Regions from separate parts of the Sus scrofa genome. Here all the other regions are linked to region 3. The links are chromatin contacts, called in public Hi-C and HiChIP or PLAC-seq maps. All regions are on one chromosome and are shown on one strand. Each heading gives the region's core, a stretch centred on a gene start, on an enhancer-like site or on the middle of the called end of the contact. The rest is flanking DNA. Distances are from core to core; before and after follow the strand shown. Region 1 has its middle 60 kb from the start of IRF2BPL. Region 2 holds the start of CIPC (CLOCK-interacting pacemaker). Region 3 holds the start of IRF2BPL (interferon regulatory factor 2-binding protein-like).

Evidence for each region. A called contact is a pair of places that touch in the nucleus more often than the background predicts. HiChIP or PLAC-seq counts read pairs in DNA pulled down with a chosen protein or histone mark.
Region 1: a contact with region 3 is called in an H3K27ac HiChIP or PLAC-seq map of skeletal muscle. The contact joins the enhancer-like site here to the promoter of IRF2BPL in region 3. A contact is called at or near these places in 2 of 5 promoter capture datasets (fetal skeletal muscle and liver), 17 of 47 Hi-C or Micro-C datasets (alveolar macrophages, embryonic fibroblasts, epiblast stem cells and 8 more) and 2 of 2 datasets of contacts at active chromatin or transcription factors (alveolar macrophages and skeletal muscle).
Region 2: a Hi-C map of liver shows a contact between it and region 3, with 4 times the contacts expected there. The contact joins the promoter of CIPC here to the promoter of IRF2BPL in region 3. A contact is called at or near these places in 2 of 5 promoter capture datasets (liver and skeletal muscle), 10 of 47 Hi-C or Micro-C datasets (adipocytes, embryonic fibroblasts, fibroblasts and 5 more) and 2 of 2 datasets of contacts at active chromatin or transcription factors (alveolar macrophages and skeletal muscle).

Annotation. Positions count from the first base shown.
Region 1 is chr7:100,062,450-100,065,853 of Sscrofa11.1, forward strand. No RefSeq gene overlaps it. Among named protein-coding and RNA genes, the nearest start is that of IRF2BPL, 60 kb to the right of the region's middle. Within about 2 kb of position 2,107, at least 63 of the 83 cell types and tissues checked have an H3K27ac peak or open chromatin away from gene starts, as enhancers often do. A contact at or near this core is called in alveolar macrophages, epiblast stem cells, fetal skeletal muscle and 5 more, where this site is marked.
Region 2 is chr7:100,178,768-100,182,057 of Sscrofa11.1, forward strand. It overlaps CIPC (CLOCK-interacting pacemaker), which reads left to right and starts at 1,622. Exons shown (of 4, transcript XM_013978333.2): 1 at 1,622-2,323.
Region 3 is chr7:100,122,269-100,125,680 of Sscrofa11.1, forward strand. IRF2BPL (interferon regulatory factor 2-binding protein-like) reads right to left here and starts at 1,552. Exons shown (of 2, transcript XM_001928316.6): 1 at 1-1,552. The coding sequence starts at 221.

The sequences.
Region 1 (3,404 bases), core at 857-3,356, 59 kb before region 3:
AAACTGAAACTGGGTCCTGAGAAGAGTGTTTGAGGGAGGTAGTGTGTTAGGGAAAGTGGTCAGAGGAGATCTGAGGTCAATAAACACAAGGCAGGCCTGGATATGCATGAACTCTCCTTTAGCCCCTCCAATTAAAAAATTTTTTTTTGTCTTCTTAGGGCGGTATCCACGGCATATGGAAGTTCCCAGGCTGGCTAGGGGTCGAATCCGAGCTACAGGTGCTGGCCTAAGCAACATGGGATCCCAGCTGCAGCTCATGGCAACCCCGGATCCTTAACCCACTGAGCAAGGCCAGGGATCAAATTTGCATCCTCATAGATATTAGTTGTGTTCATTACTGATGAGCTACCATGGGAATTCCAACCCACTCCAAATTTATCACCAAATATCAAGAAGCTATGAGTAGGAAGACAAGAGGAGGTGGGAGGGAGCCAATGAAGTGTACCCCTGGCCAGCTGGGCCCCCATAAAAATGACACAGGTACTGTGTCCCTGGGAAGCTCTGTGTCCACTGAGCCCCTTAGAACCTCCAGACAGTCTCAGCCTTGTGGGGCTTGTGTGTAAAGGAAAGTGCCAGAGATGCCTTCTATGGAGCATGTGGCCAGTGTGGCCAGGTCCTCTGCATTCAATATCTACTCACCTCATCTGCTTACTTAAAGGAGGGCCTGCAAATCAACACCCTCCCCAGTAGCCATGGCTCAGCAAACAAGGGCTCGTAAAAGAAGCTCTGTAGGGAGTACAAACCAACAGAACTGCAATAAACCTGCATACCTGATTTGGACACTAAGATGGTCAAAACAAAACAAAACAAGGGCGCATCTAGGTTACAAACGCACGTCTGTGTGTGAGGACCAGTACCACTTTGTCTGGGCACCTGCTCTCTTGGGCCATGGGCATCTGAGGACAGTGTATGTTTGGGTGGAACACCCCCGCCCCCCACTTCTTGTTTCCAGTACTATTTTTTTTTTTTGTCTTTTTGCCTTTTCTAGGCCACACCTTAGGCATATGGAGGTTCCCAGGCTGGGGGGTCTAATCGGAGCTGAAGCTGCCAGCCTACACCACAGCCACAGCAATGCCAGATCCAAGCCGTGTCTACGACCTACACCACAGTCACGGCAATGCCGGATCCTCAACCCACTGAGCGAGGCCAGGGATCGAACCTGCAACCTCATGGTTTCTAGTTGGATTCCTTAACCACTGCGCCACAACAGGAACTCCCAGTACTTTCTTATCGCTTCCCTTTTCATCAAATGTAAGCAAGCCCACTGTGCCCTAGTCCTTGGTGGGCTCTGGGAGGTGGGGGAGAATCTAGACAAGAATGGCACGAAGGGAGTTCCTCGATGGCTCAGTGTCACTGCTGTGGCATGGGTTCAATCCTTGGCCCCGGGAACTTACGAATGCTGTGGGTGTGGCCAAACAAAAAAAGGCATGAAAGACAGAAGAGAACCTCTTTGGGAGGTTCCTGTCCCTATTTTCCGTCCTGGGAGCACAGCCCTACCCACCTGCTGTCTAGACTCCTGCCCTTCATCATCCTTTCCACCCAAGCCCCAGAGAGTCGCTTCGACTTCTTAAAGAGCTCTGAGCTCCTCCCCACCTCCTGCTGGTGCCCTAGGTCAGGCCATTGTTCCTCTGCCAGATTGCTGCATGGCACCCCCCCTTAACCTCTCATCCATCTAACCCTCACCATCCCCCTCACCTCCGCCCGCTCCTCCACCCTCCTCGAGGCCCTCCGCAGGCGCAGCCGTCTTTCACTAGCACATCTGGCCTCACCGTTCCTCACCGAAGGGCCTCCCAGAGCCTGGCGTGTCCCCATCCCCGTCCCCTGTCCCCCGCTGGACTAGTGCCACGGCAGCCCCTCCCTCCACGCTGGACGGGCTGAAGCTCGATCTTCCAGAGGTTCGCGCGGCACCTCGCTGGACCCGCAGTCTCCCCCAGGGAGCGCAGCACGGTGCCTAGAACATGGTGGCACTGGCTGGTGACGCGCTGGGCCATGGCGACCGGTCAGATCTTTCCCCCTCAGCGAGCTGGGTAACCATGTGGAGGCAGACGCGGCCCCGCGGAAGGAGCCAGCCCGCCAGGCCCAGGCGGCAGCGGATGTCGCCATGGAAACCGCGCAGCGCCTCGCGGGGCCTGGCCTTTTCGCGGGGCCTTTTTGGCAGGCTTCCTCAGCCACCCTGAAACCCATTCACCCCGGCGAGCCAGGGCCTCGCCCCTGCCCCCGCCCGGCGGTCGGTCCGCGCCGCGGCCCGCTCTTCCTCCCCCACCCCTTCCTCCCCCTCCTCTTCCTCCCAGTCACCCTCCCTTCGGCAGCCTTTGCCAAAGCGCTGGGGGCGGGGAGGGGGGAGAGCTGGGCCAACGAAGGACTCCGATTTTCAATTCTAAGCAGATTTCCCCTCCACAGGCAGCGAGCCCTTTCATGCATTTTCCCCCCTATTATCATAAACGCAGGAACTTGCATTAGGATGAATGAGCAGAAATTCCTGTCTTTGTCAGAGGCTTGGCGGAACGCCAGGCATAGAATGACCTAAAACATTCAGAACTAAATGGAGCTGGAGACGGGGTGGAGATCCCTCGCCAGCGAGAAAAGAAATAGTGGGGGGTGGGGGGTGGCCCTTGTCTCTAATATAATAATAGTGTTCGCTCTGTGCCCAGACACTGGGCTAGGCCCTGTGCACAGATTCTTGTTGAATCTCCCCCAAGTTCCGAGGCCCTATTTCCCCCCCACCCCTTGTTTTTCTAGATGATGAAACAGAACAGGGGCCCCAGATCACACAGTAAGTGACTGATGGAATGGGATTTAAACACTTCAAACTCTGGAGCCTGAACCACAACTTCAAGGTCACCTGCCTGAGGGCTGATTCGTGGCTCTGCCGCCAGTTTGTGTCACCCGGACCCCCAACCCCCCACCTCCTCTCCACCCCTCCTCTCAGCCCTCAGCCTCCCTCTGACAGCTCTTCCTCATTTCCATTTGTCAGTGTAATTTTGCAAATCAGAGTGATTCATCTGCTGGCTGCCCCCAAATCAGATAGAGATGGGAGACCCTTGGGCAGAGGGAAGCGGGGGTGGGTGGGGACAAGAGGGCTCTTCCAGACCCAGTCAAGGCAAGTTTGTGCGGCCTGCAGGGCAGAGCCCTTGCTCTGCCGACATTCATGTCACATTTTTGTCTCTAACATACAAACTCTGACCCTGAGCAAGTGCTCAGTGCATGCTGATTGCGCGTGCGCTGAATGTCCTCTGTTGTCTGGCCCATATACAAGTCCACCCTTTCCCACCCACTCTGTGCCCCGGAGCCTGACCGCTAAGGACCATCAGGGAGCTCTCTTGCTCTCTGGCTTCTGCTTGGATTTAGCCAATGGACCCTGCAGCCAGAGGTTAGAAGCGGGTGGGGGTCTTTATTCCCCCTCA
Region 2 (3,290 bases), core at 372-2,871, 57 kb after region 3:
TGTCTTCAGAAATTTAAATTATTGATATAATATGGCCATCTGGTCAGAAGATAGGTAAAATCAGGGAAGTCTGACTTATTTTCATTTTTGGAGGGCTAAAATAATCCTCACACCTTTGCTTATTTCATCTGTTCTCTTTGGGCTGGTATGCATTCTGCTTTCATCTCCTTCCTTACTGTATACCCTTTTACCTGTCCTTTTTTTATTTTTTTAAGGGCCACACCTGCAGCATGCAGAAGTTCCCAAGCTAGGGGTCGAATCAGAGCTGTAGCCTCTTGCCACAGTCACAGCAACGCCAACTACGTCTGTGACCTACACAGTCACAGCAAAGCCAACTACGTCTGTGACCTACACCACAGATACTTAACCCACCGAGTGAGGCCAGGGATCCAACCTGCATCCTCATGGACAGTAGTTGGGTTGTTACCTTGGAGCCACTGTGGGAACCTCTACCTGTCCTTAAAGCTTTACCTTCTGGTCTCTCCACTGCCAACAACAAACAAAACAAGCAGGTTATTCTTTACTCCCTTGATTTTATTAACTAGATTTTGTTCAGATCCCCCTGGCATTTATCACATTCTCGCTCATACTGTTTATCAGAACGTCTTTATTCCCCATACCAGATTCTAAGGTAACTGAAGGCAAAAACTGTTTTAGTCTGCCTCAAGATGAGGCAATATGGCTTAATGGTTTAGGACCAGGGCTTAGTAGTTTCGTCATCATCGGCATAAACTTCAGTGCCCTCCTCTATAAAATGGAAACGTTAACAGCAACTTCATTAATTTGTACAGGCATCACAAGAGAATTCGTGAAAACTGCTTGGCTCTTAATGACTTGCTAATTTTTAACTATGGTTTTCACTCCCTCCATGCCCCAAACAAAAGCCTTACATGCTGTAGGCTATTCGTTGGTGGCCCTTATCCTAATAAATACATTCATGCCCAGTAATGTGTTAGCACTCTCTGTATCTGGAGGACTAACATGATTACCCATGACCTAGCGCTCGCAACTTGGCAAGGCTTGGATTACCAACATAGGGTGATTCCCCCTGCCTCATCATCTAGATCAGCGCCCTCCAATATAACTTTCTGTGATGCTGGCAATGTGCTGTACAAAATCTGCACTGTCCCCAAAGTAGCCATTAGCTACATGTGGTTACTGAGGACTTGAAAAGTGGACAGTTTGAATGTGAAACCCAATTTTTGCATGTTTAAAAATTAGTTTCAATTGTCCCCTAATGATTAGTGGCTATCCTACTGGACAGGGTACCTCTGGAATTTGCCTGGGCTAATTAACACTGTTAAATTCACCCATGTCCTCTTTTTCAACTGCGAAGTTTTTCCTAGTCTAAGAAGTAACCTTCACTGATTCAGCACATCAGAACTTCAACTGATCTTAACCTTTTCTTCAGCTAATACACATGTGCTCCTTGTAATACTTCAAGAAGTGGCGTGAGAAAGAGAATCCATGTGAAACCCAGCACTAAGGTTTGCTGCACAGGACAAAGTGAGTCATACATCAAATGACATGAAATCAGCAGACAAAAATACTGATTGCATCGCTGCCTCGTGAAGCACCGGGAGGGCTGGCAGGGAACGCAAACCAGCCGCCGTGCCAGGCGTGGCAACCACGTGAGCTGTGAGCTGGGCGGTCCGGGCCAGCCTCCTTCGGGCGGAGACAAGGCCAGGCTACCCGCCTGCCCTCCCACGCCGGCCGCTTCCGCTCTTGCTCGCGTGCAAGTCAGCATGGCCTGCTACGCTCCCGAACCCTAAAGGCGTCCTGGCTTACAAGCCGAAAGAGTCATTTCCCCCAGGCAACCCCCACCCCCACCCCCAGGAAAATCACGCCGCCTGCCTTGTCAGCTAGAAGCCGGCGCAGCCCGGCTTCCCCAGGCCCCGCCTCGGAACCGCCCCCGCCCGCCGCCGCTCAGGGCTCTAGGTCCCTGTACAAAATGGCGGCCAGGCCTGCGGAACCAACCATAGAGACTCCCGCCTTCCAAAGACAGAGCGCCGGCTCGTAAGGGCGTTTGCCCCTCCCGGAGAGGCGTGTCGGCGCCCTCTTGCCGAGGGGGCGGGAACACCGTGCGCCTCCGAGTGCCTTTCTAGACCAATGAGCCGTCTCGGTGGTGCCGGGTCCTCCGAGCTGGGTCACGTGGCCGGCGAAACCCGCGGCGGAGGCTGGGGGAGGAGAAATGGGCAGGAGGCCCGGGGATAGCTTGAGATCCCACGACGACGGGGTTGTCATGGAGTTGCTGGGCCGGGCTTGCGCATGCGCCACCTTAGTCCTGAGTTGTCTGGTCGTGGAGCGGCGACCCCGGTCCTAGGTGAGAAAGGGGAGGCTTGAGGGGAAAGGGAAAGGATTTGAGCGAGGAACACGGGGAAAGGAGGTGGGAGGAGGGGAGAGAAGGGAGGCGAGGTAAGCAAGAGGGAGAGTGGGCACTTTCGGGGGACCGAGGGCCAAACGGTGGGACCTGGGGGTGGTGCGTCCCTCCCTCATTCAGTTGGTTGGTTTTGCTGCGAGGGTCGAGCCTGCGTAGGAGAGGAAATCGCGGGTGAGGAGGGGGTTGTGGGGGTGGGGCGGAAATGGGATGAGACCGTTTGGGCCGGTGGGTTCAGGTCTGGCCCTGGGGGCAGCAGCCTGCTGGGCTTCCGGGCGTTGGGGGACAGTCTGGAGGCCAGCCGAGCTGTGAGCAGAGGGGCAGGGAACGGGCAGGTGAGTGGACGCCAAGGCTGGCAACCCTCTGAGGGTCTTGGGCGTCCAATTTGGTGATGGGAGATAGTGCTCCGTTCTGAGCCCGGGGCACAGGTGTGCTGTCTTTCCCAGAGACCTGCTGTCACCCACTTTGCTGGTTATTTCTTCAGGGTGACCACCTTTCCAGGCGTGGTGCCAGGAGGTGGGGAAGTGGAGAGAAGGTGGGCAGAGCCAAGTAAGGAGTTAGTGGTTAGTGTGGGTGGGCTGGGGAGAGCTCTGATCCAGGCCCAGGGCCCAGGCCGCAGCCAGGCTCTCTATTATTGCCCAGTCCTGGCAGTTTGCTCTGGGAGGCTGGTGGTATGCCAGTCACAGCACAGTCCTGGGGTCTGCCCAGTTCTGCCCTGCTGAGCTGGCAGGCTTGTGGATGCCTGGAGGGCGCTCCTGCTGTCTGGCACAGATGCATCGTGGGCTGGTGTGAATGCGGGGTGGGTGGGCACTGAACCCTTCTCCAAGCAGGGGATTTGAGAAAGTAATCTTATCAACTCTTTGAGAGAGAAGAATGGACTGAGCCGTACCTGGTGCCAAACAGAGGATGTTGT
Region 3 (3,412 bases), core at 302-2,801:
GGCGGCGGCCCGGGGGAGCGGCCGTCCTGGAAGCAGCCGTGCGCCCGCTTCAGCTGGCGCGCGGTCTCGATCACAAACTCGATGCGATCCGCGCCCTCGTAGTTGACGCAACCGCGGCATACGGGTTCCGAGAAGTCCCAGATCATGGCCCAGGGCATGCGGGGCAGGTCGCACAGGTAGCAAGATTGTCTCCGGGACGAGGACACCTGCGCCGCCGACATGATGCCGGCCCTGGGGAAGGTAGGCCCCCGCCCGGGCTGTCTCCGCGGCGCCTTCTCCTCCCGGAGGGCTGGCCGGCTGGGGAGGGAGTCTGGCTGCGGGGGAGGGAGGGGGGGCGAGAAAGTTCTGCCCCAGGGGCTGGAGGGAGCGCGAGTCTCCACCGCCGGCGCAGCGCCTCTCCGCGGGGGCTCCAGCGCCTGGGCGGCGGACGAGTCCAGCCCGCTCCTCGCCCCCACCTCCTACTGCGGCTGTCTCGTCGGGAGGGTAGCTCAGGCGCCTTCTTCCTGGTGTCGCGGACCTGGACTGGAAGCTCCGGGCCCGGGGGGAGGGGGCGAGGGTGCCGGGTGCTGGCCGCTGTGGGTTCTTGGCCCCCTCCCCGGAGTGGCTGGTGCGTGGAAGCTCGAAAGGGGCTGTCTCTTCCTCTCCTCTTGGAGGGGGGGCGCCCTACGACCTGCGTCCTCTCCCCGCCAGGCTCCCTGGGGCGAAGGCTATAGAGGGTTCAGTGCCACCCGGTGCCCGGGTCCAATCTTGCTGAAGTCGCTGCTTCCCGGGAGGGCCGGGGGAGGGGTTGGCAGCCGAGAGAGGAGCTTCTCCCCTCCGCAGCGTCGGCCGTTCCGCTGGCGGCGGCTGGGTTTGCACGGCCGGAGGGAGCCGCCGCGGCCACTGCTTCCAGGATGCACGCGAGCAGAGTAGAGGAGTGCACGCACGCAGGCTCCCGCCGCCCCCAGGCCTGGCGGGCGCCCGGGCCGCCGCGGCTGGCGGCGCTCACGTTGGCTGCAGGGCGCTCGCGCGGCGCCTCGGCCCGGGTCGCATCCCTTCCCGCTCACACTCGCCCGGAATGTGGGGTTGTGATTGTTACTCTACGTTCCGGAGGCGCGTCTCGGCGCTCCCGCTCGCGCTGCGGCTCGCGCTGTCCCGGGCTTGGCCGCGCGGGATGCCGCCCGGGCGGAGCGCTGACGTCACCGCCATGCTCTGCACCAGTTCTCCCCCCCTCCCCTTTACACTTCCTCTGTGGAGCCCACTTGTTGCTCGGGAAAGGCGCATGCGCGGCAGAGAGCCCAGATTCCTCCCAGTCGGCCCCTCCTCCGCGCCTCCGCCCTCCCCTCCCCCCTCGCCGTGTGTGTACAACAGCTGAGGCCCCGCGAGCTAAGGCTGGAAGTCCAGGGCTGGGGGTGGAAATTAAACAGACGATGACCTTTCCTTTCCCCGCCCGGCTTTCCCAAGTAAAAACGCATTTAAAAACCACAAGCGTCGTTTCCGATCCCGCTCCCCACCCCACCCCTGGCAGCGGATTTAAATGTCCTGTTTCAAGATTTTCGCCTTGAATTCCACGTAGGTATTATCCATTTCATCGGCAATCAAACCTTTCCCCCCGCCCCCCCTGTGGAGGTCACATCTTTGCTACCACTGATGCCGAAGCACCTGTAAAATTAGCTGTGTTCCAGTCTTCCAAAAATTGCCTTTTCGCTTTGTTTTTGTGCCCTGGTCTAGGAACCTGCGCTTCAACAACGGAGCTAAATGAATTCAGGGGGAGATACCCCTCCCCCAAGCCGCACTCTAAAAATTTTGGCTGAATGTCTAAAGAAGCTATGAGCACCCGGAGGCCTTTAAGGAAAACAGTCCACTGGCTGCACACAGCTGCAGCTGGGGGCAGGGAGGGGGAGGTGCTGGAGAGACCAAACAGGTGAGTGGTTTTTCCGGGTTTGATTTAAAAAAAAAAAAAAAAAGGTGGGCTCAACATTTAATAGTATTGATATCTCTTTGTAAAACAGCCGCAGTTTTCAAAGTTCCTTCTCATGTGCTGTGATTTCATTCCATAGTGCTCCAGAAGGCTGAGCAAGGCCCCCATCACTTCTCATCATTATTGTTGATTGCAGACCAGATGTGTTGGTCATAGGGCTAGTTGGGGCATTTCAATTGATTTTTCTAAGTATTGGGTCTGCTTTCCCCCCACCATGAAAATTGAGACAATCCTGGACAAGGCTGGAGTGGGGGCAGACAATATAATGGAATTTCAGGTTCCGGAGCCTGGCACACTAGGTTGGAATTTCCTCTCTATCACTTACTGGCTTTGTGACCTTGAGTTAGTTACTTACCCTAAGATAATAACATCTGTTTTCCATCTGTAAAATGGGATCAGAGCTCCCAGCTTATTAGAACTGTTTTAAGATTTCATTTTGTTTCTTGTCCTGATGGGAGGCAACTCACTGAGACTTGTTGGAAGCCAGATACTGTTAGGTGGTTTAGTTGCATCATCATTACATTCTCAGTATTATCTGCAAGGTAGATTCTATTATTAACTCTGTTTTACAAGTTCCGAAAGTAGAGAGGTTAAATAAGTTGCCCAAGGTCACACAGCCATTAGAGACAGAACTGGGATCCGAATCCAGAAAAATCTGCTTTGAAAGGTGGCTTTGACAAGCTTAGGTTCTCAGAGATGGTTTGGGAGTGCTCAAAATGTCCATCATGCCCCCCCCCCATTTGTTGCATACAATCTCATGTAAAGTTCTGTGCAAATACATCTTCATAATTAACCCCCCCCATCCTCCCCTTCCAAATAGATTGTGCCACTGAATTCTTCCACATACAGAAGTGGTGGATCTGCCACTGCCCAGACTGTAGCACAGAGTCAGGTTCACAGGAAGTCATCAGAAAGGGTTGGTTATTATTAGTATTGATATTAATATTGGTACTATGACAGATTAACATGTGGAAGTACTTTGTAAATTGCACAGAATGTAGGGATCCCAGCTCTTGTCACTGCTATTACTACTAATTATAATAAAGTTCAGTTGAAGCAACAAGGAGTATTTATTTTTATTTTGCTACTTGACCTTCAGAACCTGTTCCCCCAGTCCAGCCCTTCTCAGCACCCCAATCTCCCACTCATTCTGGGGCCCTACGTGCAAAAGAAGGGGAGCTTTTAAGAATAGGGAGAAAGGGGGATGGAAGAATCCAAGGGAGCCCCTCTTTCATCTGAAAGCAGCCAGATTTCTGTTTTTGCAAAACAGTGAGCTCACTGTGCACTCCCCAACAATAATAAACTTTCCCCGGCTGGCTGGCTCCCGGCAGTGATTCTTCTGTAAGAGCTGCTGGGAGCATTGCCTCACCCTCCCAGACTTCATCTCTCCCCACAGCACAGCCACCCTGGAGTGAGTCAAAAACACAGGGCTAGGAACTGGAGTGACATCCC